Regions from separate parts of the Mus musculus genome. Here all the other regions are linked to region 2. Evidence: chromatin contacts called from public HiChIP or PLAC-seq and promoter capture Hi-C data. All regions are on one chromosome and are shown on one strand. The core of a region is the stretch at or near the end of the contact, and the rest is flanking DNA. Distances in the headings are between cores, read along the strand shown.

What was found. HiChIP or PLAC-seq counts read pairs in DNA pulled down with a chosen protein or histone mark. Capture Hi-C pulls out chosen DNA fragments and counts their contacts.
Region 1: an H3K27ac HiChIP or PLAC-seq map of acute myeloid leukemia shows a contact between it and region 2, with 2.1 times the contacts expected there. The contact joins two enhancer-like sites. A contact is called at or near these places in 2 of 39 promoter capture datasets (cranial neural crest and stem cell-derived epiblast-like cells), 5 of 115 datasets of contacts at active chromatin or transcription factors (acute myeloid leukemia, effector CD8 T cells, embryonic stem cells and 2 more) and 1 of 9 other capture datasets (pancreatic islet).
Region 3: a promoter capture Hi-C map of adipose tissue shows a contact between it and region 2. The contact joins two enhancer-like sites. A contact is called at or near these places in 1 of 484 Hi-C or Micro-C datasets (CD8 T cells), 2 of 115 datasets of contacts at active chromatin or transcription factors (effector CD8 T cells and embryonic stem cells) and 1 of 9 other capture datasets (adipose tissue).

What each region holds. Positions count from the first base shown.
Region 1 is chr7:80,418,007-80,421,704 of GRCm38.p6, reverse strand. No RefSeq gene overlaps it. Among named protein-coding and RNA genes, the nearest start is that of Gm44851, 15 kb to the right of the region's middle. Within about 2 kb of position 2,249, at least 28 of the 459 cell types and tissues checked have an H3K27ac peak or open chromatin away from gene starts, as enhancers often do. A contact at or near this core is called in acute myeloid leukemia, where this site is marked.
Region 2 is chr7:80,627,539-80,631,297 of GRCm38.p6, reverse strand. Crtc3 (CREB regulated transcription coactivator 3) reads left to right here. Exons shown (of 15, transcript NM_173863.2): 3 at 1,559-1,678. Among named protein-coding and RNA genes, the nearest start is that of Gm15880, 6.6 kb to the left of the region's middle. Within about 2 kb of position 2,462, at least 231 of the 459 cell types and tissues checked have an H3K27ac peak or open chromatin away from gene starts, as enhancers often do. A contact at or near this core is called in acute myeloid leukemia and adipose tissue, where this site is marked.
Region 3 is chr7:80,773,072-80,776,498 of GRCm38.p6, reverse strand. All of the region lies in intron 2 of Iqgap1 (IQ motif containing GTPase activating protein 1), which reads left to right. Among named protein-coding and RNA genes, the nearest start is that of Iqgap1, 29 kb to the left of the region's middle. Within about 2 kb of position 2,113, at least 128 of the 459 cell types and tissues checked have an H3K27ac peak or open chromatin away from gene starts, as enhancers often do. A contact at or near this core is called in adipose tissue, where this site is marked.

The sequences.
Region 1 (3,698 bases), core at 1,000-3,499, 210 kb after region 2:
CCAATTCTCAGCAAGACTACCAAGTGGGGTGCAGATTCCTTTGGGGAGGTGGGAGCTAAATCAGGGCCTTTGGGGAAGACGTTCTCCTTGCCAAGGGGCCGGCCCTGGAGAAGAGAGACTCAGCCTAAACCTTGAGCGCTGGAGACAATTTTTGCAGGAGGAAATGAAAAGCTTTTATCCCCTTATTTTATTTTTTATTTTTATTATTGTATGTGTATGATCGTTCTGTCTTCATGTGTGTCTGTGCACCATACGTGCTGGTGCCCAAGGTGGTAAGTCTCCATGTGAGTGCTAGGAATCGAACCTGGGTCTTTTGCAACAGCAAGTGGTCTTAACCACTGAGCCAACTCTCTAGCCTGTTTCCCTTATTTTTTTAATTTTTCTTTTCCTGTGTGTGTGTGTGTTTTTTTTTTTTTTTTGCTTTGTGTATGTATGGTTTTAAAAATTATTATTGTTGTTGTTGTTGTTGTTATTATTATGTGCAGGTGTATGTATGTGTGAGTGCGTGTGTATGGAGGTGTGAATGTGTCCACACAGTATGGGTTGTATAGCTCAGACCTCCTCTGCCTCCACTGTAGCATGATCACTAACACTCACACTAGGTAGGAATCTACCACTGAGCTACAACCATCTCTTTTTTTCCTTTTGAGACAGGGTCCCATTAAGCTGCCCTGACTGGCCTTAAATTCACTCTGTAGCCCTGGCATCTTCCTGCCTCAGCTTCTCAAGTGTCTGGGACTGCAGGCCTGAGCCACCCTCCTGGGCTCTGTGCCCTTCCCAGTGTCTTTCCCTCTCCTCTGTCCTCACTTCCTAAGGCAGGGACTGGGGCTGAGACTCCTTGCTAAAGTTCCAGCCTCTGGTTTCTCCAGTTTGCTATGGCCTCTGAGGCCACTGCTGTAATCATAGGCCTTTCTTGGCCAAAAGCCCAGTGGTTTCTGACCTGAAGCAGAAACTCTGTCTCCTATTCAGGAACCAAACACTGACTTAAAGGTTATTGCGTTGGTCCTTAGAGAAAAGCCATGATGAGCCAGAGCTGGAGTCCCCAAGCGTCTCACCAACATGGCTGGCTACTAGTGCTGATGGAGACCAACAGAGATCACTGAGCAGCCGCTGACGTCTCTGTGTGGCCCTGCCTTGTGGCTTCCTCACCCCAACAAAGAAGGCTCAGAGAACAATTGTGGGGGAATGGCAGAGGCTTGACTTTGGAGTCCAAACAGCATGGCTTCCACCATATTTCATTCTACAAGAGGCCCTGGGCCGGCTCTACTGCAAGGGGAGAGAAAACAGGCTCTGCCTCGTGAGGGGCCAGCAATAGGGACAGAACATGCGTGGGACAGGACACACTTCAGTGCTGTATACTGGACTGTGTTAGTATTCCAATGGGTGTCTGCTATGGCAGGATCCTAGACTCTCTGGATGCGAGCTCGGTTTCCGAGCCCCATCTTCACCAGGATCCTTGTTGATTTCTGGGGCCCATGCTCTGGAGCTCTGGCCCCTGGAACTTGAACCCCTGATCCTTCTTCAGCATCCCCCTCCTGAGGGCTTGCATTAGAGGCATCCCTCCCACCCACCATCAAGAAGTCTTTTAAATTTATCAGATTGGCAGAGGTGTCTTTATATGCTAAATAGAGACAGGGGCAGTCTCACCCAAAGGACTGCCCCAGCCCAAATGTCAGAGCCTCTCCCAGTCTCTGCCTGTGAAGGCCTCGGTGAGGTCGGTCACCTGAGATCGGCACCCACAGATCTGTCTCACTGAGCTACAGCAGAACAGAACAAAGCGGGAGAGTCCCCGACAGCAACGCATCTGTGGCCACAGCGTGGTGGCCAAAGTCTGTGAGGCCACAAAGGACATGGGGACCTTGCCGGTGGGGACATGGGGGTCTCTGCTGTGCTTTCCCCTCACCTTGCCCTCTCTCCACAGCTTCCTGGTCCTCTGGGGACTACTCAGAGACTCACAAGCTGCGCCTCCTCCAAAGGACCCTGATGCAGCAGTGCAACAGATTAAAAAAAGTGAGGAAAATGTCACCCTTGCTGGTCACTATCCCTCCACTTGGCCCAGTTCCTCAGGGAGCCCCCACTCCACCCCACCCCCCATGGCCTGAGCTTCATCAAGGTCAACTGCCTTTGATATCAGATGACAGAGGTCTGGGTCAGCCTCTTAAGCCACTGAAAGATTTCCTAGAACTGAGGAACAAGGAAGCTGACTAGACTCTGAGCAATGGACCAGCCCCACCCTAGGCTGATGTCTATTTAGATATGTGAAGGAGCCCAGCTGGGTTCGTAGCTGCAGTCCCAACCCGAGGTTCCCAGTCACCTGCCTTGAGACTGAGTTAGCAGATGTAGAGGCCTCCCCCTGCGTGTCCAAGGCTCTGGGTTCATGTTGGAGGGATGGAAGGTACCTATCCATCTTCCTGGAGGAGTATGGGTATATGGATCATGTTTATTGTGCTATTTGGATGTGTGTGTGTGTGTGTGTGTGTGTCACTATGTAGCCCTGCTGGAACTTGATGTTAGACCAGGCTGGCCTGCAGTTCTGACTTTTTTTTTTAAATGCAAATCATGGTTACTAAGAAAAAGTTTGACAGAAGAAAATAAAATCTAGCCTCAAAGCCTTTCACCAAGCAGCACGTTGCCACAGCGCCAGGTCCCTGTTTGCTTTGCAGCGCTGGGAATAGAACCCAGCACCTCGCAAAGGCTGGACGAGTGCTCTCCCTCGGATGGGCTATTGCCCATAGTGTAGTAGGGAAAGCAGCAGCTGTTGGTAAAACGCACTGCAGAAAGGAAGCTCAGATCCCACACTGAGAGAAACAAACAGTAGATGAGGGCCATTGTCCAGGCCTGACAGGGAACACGGGGATACTCCAGAGGCTGAGCTGGGAGAAACCAGCTCATGGCCAGCCTGGGCAACTTAGTGAGACCCTATCTCCAAATAAAAATAGCCAAACTATTATAAACAATAACAACATCTTTCTTTCCCCCACCCAGAGCCTCCTATTCCTCTCTGGTGACTTGAGGGGACACATGGAGCTGAGGATCAGGGGGTGGCCTTGGGTATGGGCAGGAATCAGAATTGGTAGATACATTCTTCTCCTGATTCTAACTGAGGAAATTATGGGGTTACCCATCCTGGCCCCAGAAAATACTAAGAATCCTCTCAGGGAAAGACAGGAGAGGGAGGAGCCTCAGCCAAACACTATCGAGCACAAACACATACACACACACACACACCACGGGAGGCTGCAGGGCACTTGAGGCCTAGTCAGGGAGAGCTTGAGACCAACACCCTCTGCCATTTCCCACAGAGTGACACATTTTCTCAGGCTCCAAGTTTGGCCAATGTATTCTGTCTCCGGTGCCTACTCCACAGGTGTGAGGTAGCAGTTCCCAAAGGAAGTAGGGGTCACAGACTGGCCTCTCACAGCTGGAAAAGTCCCCCAGTCAGGTCATCTTGCCAACTGTCCTCTGTGAGCACCTGCTGTGTGCCAGGCACCATGCCAAACGGTTTATAGAATTAGTTCACCCCATTCTTGTGACATTGCTACAGTGGGAGGTATCATTATCCCCATTTAATGGATGAAGAAACTGAGGCTTCACAAAGTTATTTCTGGGTCAGCTTCCTCAGCAATGGATCAGGAACCTGGGGCAGAGATGACTGTGTAGAGCCGGGACCACCCTAAGGCCAGCTTGTTCTGTTGTAT
Region 2 (3,759 bases), core at 1,213-3,712:
CTCAGAGAGGTGGTACAGCATGCGCAGCAGGCGGGGCCTCGCAGAGCCTCACAGAGGTCTGGTCTGTTGAGGGGGATGTAGGATGCATATGGTGACCTCTCATGTGCTTCCCAGCATGCCAGATAATATGCACACCTAAACTCGCCTCTAATGCCCACACTCAGATGGGACAGAGCAGTCCACACATAAGGGATCTCATGCTATTGTACTTTGTCTTATTTTTATTACATTTATTTACTTACTCATATTATACCCGTGGAGTTCAGAGAACAATTTATGGGAGTCACTTTTCTCTCTCCACCATGTGGGTTCTGGGGATTAAACTGAAGCATGGGTGGCAAACTAAAACCACTGAGCCATCTTGCTGGTCCTTTATTTCATGTCCTTAACAAGCCTGAGTGGAAGTTATCATCCCCATCTTATACACCAGGAGGACAGAGGAGCTTGTTAGCAAGTGGAAGATGTTGAGGGATTTCATACATTTTTGAACTACAATATAGATTGCTGGTTTTTTGAATACTAGAGATGAAGTACTGTGTGATTTCTGAACTAATAAATAGGTTTTATAACATATTTATGAAATAATGTCACGCATAAAAGCTATATATCAGAAATGTTCACTCTGAGGTGCAACAATATAAAAGTTAATATAAAGTTATATACAGTTATATAATGTAAAGGTTATATACAGTTATATAATGTAAAGGTTATATACAGGTAGGCTTGTTAATATAAAGTTACATACAGTTATATACAGTTATATACAGTTATATAATGTAAAGGTTATATACAGTTATATAATGTAAAGGTTATATACAGGTAGGCTTGAAGAGCAAAAGGAGCATTAAGTACTGTAGGGCAACAGGGTTTGATTTCTTTTTGATATTTATTTTTGGTTTTGTTTATTTGTTTGTTTCACCCTGTGGCCTAGGTTGGCTTTGAAATTGTGATTATTCTGCCTCTACCCTTCAAATTCTGGGATTACTGGTGTGTGGCACCCAGCTCGATATTGCAGTTTTAAACGTGTGTGTGCGTGTGTGTGTGTGTGTCTGTGTGTGTGTGTGTGTGTGTGTGTGTGTCTGTGTATGGGGGCGAGTGCGTCTGGCATTTGTGTAGAGATCCGAGAATAACTTCATAGAGTTGGTTCTTTCCTTCCTTCTGTTTGTGGGATCAGGGGTTGAACTCAGACTCGGGGTTGGTGAGGCAGGCACCTTTACCCACTGACCTATCTTGCTGGCCCAATAAACACATCTTAGAGGAGAATTTTAGAAGAGCAAGAAGAGCTTGAAGTCGTAGTCCCCCGGATTCTCCATTTCCTAATTGTGACAATTTTTGTATAGAATCTGCCTGCTTCCATATTAACACATTAAAGGCTATTTTTGATATATTCTGTAATTATATAGAAACAGAGCCATGTGTGACATTTTATTTACTTTGACGCAAAGCACCAACATGCAATAGTAAAGTTAGAAGCTCCGGCTTTTGTCTGTTACCAGTTGCTCCTGAGGGTGAGTGGCAGTTCATGGTTGAGGCTAACTGTTCTTCTTTCTCTCTGCAGCCATCACTTCATCAAGCCGATAATGTTCGTGGAACCCGCCACCATGGGCTGGTGGAGAGGCCAGCCCGGAACCGCTTCCACCCCCTTCACCGAAGGTCTGGGGACAAGCCAGGGAGACAGATATCCTTTTTCCCTGTCTGAGGAGAGTGTGTTTTGAAATGATTGAGAAATGGCCGGGATTTATCTCCCTGTGGTTCCCCTGTGGCCTCAGAGCTTCATCTGATCTGCAGAGAGGAAGCAATAAAAGTAACAGAGTTTAAAACTGTAAACATCCCTACAGCCAGACTGGGAAGAGCTCGGTCGTTGGTTATGAGAGCGTCGGTAAAGTTCCGTTGACTAGAACAGAACATAAGCATTCAGTTCTGGTGGACAAGGCATCTTTGACGTTTTCTTCAGAAATCAGCAGTATTAAGCTTGACTTTGAATCAACTAGAGAGATGTAGGCTGTCTAGCCAAACCCAGGCAGATCCATGTGTTTGTGTTTTGTTGACCTGATGACCTGCTTTTGGAACTGAAAGAGGAAATCTTACAAGACTGTCTGTCTGTCTAGTCTCAGACTCAGTAAATGACAGGTAAGATGTAAAGTGGGCGTTTAGGAAGCCTCCTAAACAGAGATGTACCAGCGCACTCTGTGTGGCTGAGTAATGAAGAAAGGAGCTGTGAGCCCGACCGGCTGAGCTCAGCACTGTCTGTTGGGAGTCGGACAGGGGCCAGGCTAGGGTGGCTTTCTGAGTGGGGCCAGCACAGTACTGAGGGTTGGGGCAGACAAACCTGAGCCTGCTGGTTAGGACAAGGAGAGGCAGAAGTGAGGAAGCTTCTCTCACTTCACTGAGCTCAGGACAAGCCTGGCGGAGGAAGGAGCAGATGGGCGGGGCGAGTCTCCCTGCAGAGAGCTGATTCCTGGCAGTGATGGCAGAGTTGGCTTCATAAGCTTAGAAACCAGGAAGTGGGGGAGGGCACTCATGTTTACTGAGCACCTACCCATGCCAGACACTGTGCTAGGCAATTTATATGTCATTTAGTCCTCAGAATTCAATGAGTCGTTTGTTTTTTAACCCTCAGTTTTCCCACGAGAAAACTAAGATATCAGAGTAAGTTGCCCAAGAGTCCACTGCTGCGACTCATGTAGCCCAGGCTCGTCCACTCAGTGGCCATGCTAACATATGCAGGAGAATACTCCTGTGAGGAACAGCAGGGATGTAGAGAGGAAGCCCAGCTTTCCTGGCCATCATGGCCTCTAGGTCTCTCTCTGCTGAGAGGTGAGGACAGTGGTTCTGGGGAGTGTTGACTTCTCCCAGCTCTCCCCACTGGACAGATCCAGCCCACAGGGCTGCAGTGACTTCTAGTTCTCTCTGTTACATGGTGTCCGTCAGGGCACATAAGAATGATGTAGGATCGTGGGAATTCCTTCCCACACTTCATGTAGAATGTAGAGGGTAAAGGGAAGCAGTTTATCTAACGAGCACATCTGATGTGGAGTGGCACACCGAGCGATTGTCCAAATGGCTTGGAATCCTCTAGCAAACAACCAGATGTTTCTCTGCCTGATTGAACTGTGCAGGGGCTGGAGTGTGCAGCTCAGTGGTAGGTGCTTGCCTAGCATTCTTGAGGGTTTGGGTTCAAGAAAAAAAATTTCCCTGGTAGCGTGGCTCAGTGGCAGAGCCTTATGGCTTGTGCACAGCCTAGGGTTCATTCTCAGCATGAAGAAGGAAAAGACTGGAAGGAGGGGGAAGGGAAAGAGAGAAAAGGGAAGAAAAGGGGTAGGGGGAGAGAGAGATGGAGAGAGAGAGAGAGAGAGAGAGAGAGAGAGAGAGAGACACGGACGGGAGAGAGAAGGGGATTGAGGCTTAAAGGTTAAGAAAGAAGTAGGGTGTGATGTGTCCACTCACTAAACACACATGGAGACCCTTTCCTGGACCAGGCAATGTCTTAGGCACAGAGCTCAAAGTGATGAAGGGGATATCAACCCTGTATTTTTGAGTTTTACAGTCCTTTGGGAGACGGTGGACAGCTAAGAGGCAAATAGTAATAATTAATTAATTAAGGAAAATAACTTCAGATAGTATCTTAGTTACTTTTCTAGTTCTGTGATAAGACACCATGTCCAAGGAAAATTATAGAAGAAAGAGTTTATTAGGGGCTTAGAGTCCATGACATCATTGTGGGGAGCATGGCAGAAAGCATGCTGGCAGGCATGGCAC
Region 3 (3,427 bases), core at 864-3,363, 150 kb before region 2:
CCCTGCTTTGCTTATTTATTTTTTGTTTTCTGAGGCTGCCCCCAGCTTGTCCTGTAAGCCTGGAATCTGTAGGCCAGCATCATTACACCTAGGTGGATAGTGGGAAATGATTTCTTTAATTTGTTTAGTGTGCATGTGGGTGTCTGGGTGCGTATGCGCCATCTGCTCAGTGGAGAGACAGCTGGGGAAGTTGCTTCTCTTCTTCTACCATGAGGGTTTGGGGCATTGAACTCCAGCCATCATGCTTGTGGTCATGTGCCTTTACCCGTGAGCCATCTCACCTCATCTCCTTCCCTCTGATGTCTGCCTGTGTCCTCTTGTTTGTAAACTCTTTTCCTCTTTAAGATTATATAACTTCACACATATATGTATGTACACATTTAAATCTCTAAATCAACCTTGGTTTTCATATTAATTGCAAAGTGTGTGGTCAAAAGTTAGCTCTAAGTTTTGGGCATAGTGTACTTACTTCTAATTCCTGAATTTAAGAGGCAGAGATGGGAGGATTGGGAGTTTGAAGCCAGCTTGGACCCTGTCTCAACATGCACCCTCATAAAGAATTTCTTAAAAATCATCTTGTAATTACACAAGCGCTCAGTTTTCCTACTAATTATATCAGCAGCAGTCACCAAGGTTTCATCCTCGTATGGCTTCTCTCTGAGGGCTTGAGGTCGGGAACTGGGCTGCTGCTGGCGTGAGGAAGCCCAGTGCTAGAGCTTGAGCTTGTGTGGGAGGGTGAGTGTTCAGTAGGCTGTACCTGTCGCTGTCCCGGAAGGAAGGACTATGTTGTGGACTCGAGGGCTGTGGACATCTTCAGCAGTTAAGAGCAAGTTGTTCTTCCAGAGGACGTGGGTTTGAATCCCAGCATCGGCATGGTGGCTCACCACTGTAGGGAACTCTAGTCCCAGAGGATCTGATCTGATGATATCCTCTTCTGGCTCCCACAGACACTGCAGACACACAGTGCACAGACATACATGCCAAATAACCACATGCATAATAGAAAAAAAAGACCGGCTTAAAGAAAACAGTGTGAACTTCGAATCATGGTCAAGCGAGAGCTGCCCAGCGGTGCTCTTGGGTGACTTTCCGTTCAGTTTGTGAAGCGAGGCCAAGCTACTTAGTTTCCTGAGGTTGATGCAAAGATCACATGAGGCGATGCGTGCATTTAGTTTCGGAGCTGCCACATGGTGTTAGATTTTTTTTGTTTGTTTGTTTTTGTTTTTGTTTTATATTTACAACAGGCCTTTCAGTCTAGTACTCTGTGAAGTAGTTCCAGATAGATAGAACTTTGAATATAATTCCCATATAGGTTACATGCAAGTAGTTTGAGGAGAAAATAATGAATATTTATACCGTTTGTGAGAGGAGGAACTCTACTTTCTATAAAAATAGCAATTTTGTCACTAAGCTGTATCTGTGGCTGAATCCTGATCACATGTAGGATATTCTTAGTCATCACTTGGTATGATATTTTCTGAACTTAAGGAAAAAAAATAAACTTTCTGTTCTGTTTTTTTTTTTTTTTTCCTTTTAAAGACAAGGTTTCATTTGTAGCTCTGGCTGGCCTAGAACTCACCAAGTTCAATTTCATTGTGCCTTCTGAGTACTGGGATTACAGATGTGTGCCACCATGCCTGGAAGGAGGGTTCTATTTTAGTTTATAGTTCGAGGGTGCAGCCCGTTATGGCGACAGGAGTTTGAGGTCACATTGCAAGCTCAGTGAGTGGAATGATGTCCACTGGTGCTCAGCTGGCTGTCTCATTTTGATCAGCCTGGGACGTAGGCTGTGAAGTGGTACTGCTCACAGTAGGATGGGTCTTCTCATCTTAGCTAACCGAATTGAAAAATTCCCTCACGGACACGCTCAGAGGCTCTCTCCTTGTGGCTGTAGGTCTTGTGTTCAGTTGGAGAATGTTCAGAGATGGGTGGGAAGGATGTGAGGGTCCCGAGGAGCAGGCCCCACACGCCTGTGCCTTCTCTGTGCCAGCCGGTATTCCTAGCAATTATATATACTGTGTCATCATCCAGAACGCTCTATGGGCATGCGCTATTATTATTCTTTTTACGGGAATACTTGACGGAACTGGAATCATTGTACTTAACGGAAGTATCAAGTAGCGAGTGTGACTCACAGGAGGAAAAGGCACAGACGTCTTTAATCATCTGCCAAGCACTGGGCTAGACTCCAGTCACAATCTTACTGAATTCTTAACAACAAACCTATTTGGAGGTTTTTGCTACCATCCTCTGTTAGCAAATGAAGAGCAGAGTGCCATGGCACAGGTCTCTATAAACCACCATGTGATCCTAGTACTGAGGAGGACCACAGGTTTGAGGCCGACCTTGGCCACACAATGAGACTCCGACTTAAAACAAAAACCAAGAGGAGGAGGACTGGTTGGTCAGGTGCTGGGTGTCTTGTTAAGTGTGGATCTTTCTAGGTTCCCGGGTGATGCTGGTCACATGATGCCCTCATCCTTCTGCCATGTTCCAGAAGGCAGCCTGAGTGGCCTGCAAAAAGCTGGTGGTGCTGGTGTCAGAAAAGCTTTCTGGCTGCTGTGTCCACAGAGGAAATGCTTTCCCTCCAGTGTTTTTGATCTCTGTGTGTGGCAGTGCCTCTCATGCTTCACTTTAGCTGTTTGGGAACACTGTTTGAGGCGGCATCACCGGGGTTGCGGAGAAAATTTTGCATTGGCTGATGAATTATCTTTTATGCATTGATTATTTTTTTAACCATTTTTTTATTCCCCATTTATTTGTCTATGTTTCACAGTGCTGGGGATTGAACGTAGGGCAATAAGCGTGCTATGCAAACTCTCAACTGCTGAGGCACAGATACTAACTTTTAAATGTATCTTAAATGAATTTATAAGGACAAATTAAAATGCTTAAATTAAAAATAATATTACATGTATTTATTCATGTATTTATTTGGGGGAAGGGTGCATGTGCCATAAGTGTGTGTGTATGTGTGTATGTGTGTATATGTGTGTGTGTGTGTGTGTGTGTGTGTGTGTGTGTAGATCAGAGGGTAGCTTTTGAGAGTGGTTCTTCCACCGTGTCCTGGGGATCAAACAGAGTTTGTCAGGTTTGGTGGCAAAGTACTTTTACCCACTCTACCCTCTTGCCAGCTCTAACTGCTGTATTTTATGAGAGAGTTTGTGTCTGAGTTGAGAGTTATGGGTGGGTCTGCTGTTGAGATGAACTGTCTGACCCAGTGTTAAAGAGACAGTCCTGGGGCATTCCCAGCCTTCCCCTGCATGGGATTTCTGACACTTCCCTCTGTGTAGACCCCTGTGGTACCCAGTTCTGCTGGATCCTGTCTCATGGCAACAACAACAGTGGTGCCCTGTGAGAAGAGTTCCAAACCAAGAGTGGGTTCATCTTTGCCACTTAGTAGCAGTGACCTTGGATAAGTCATCCA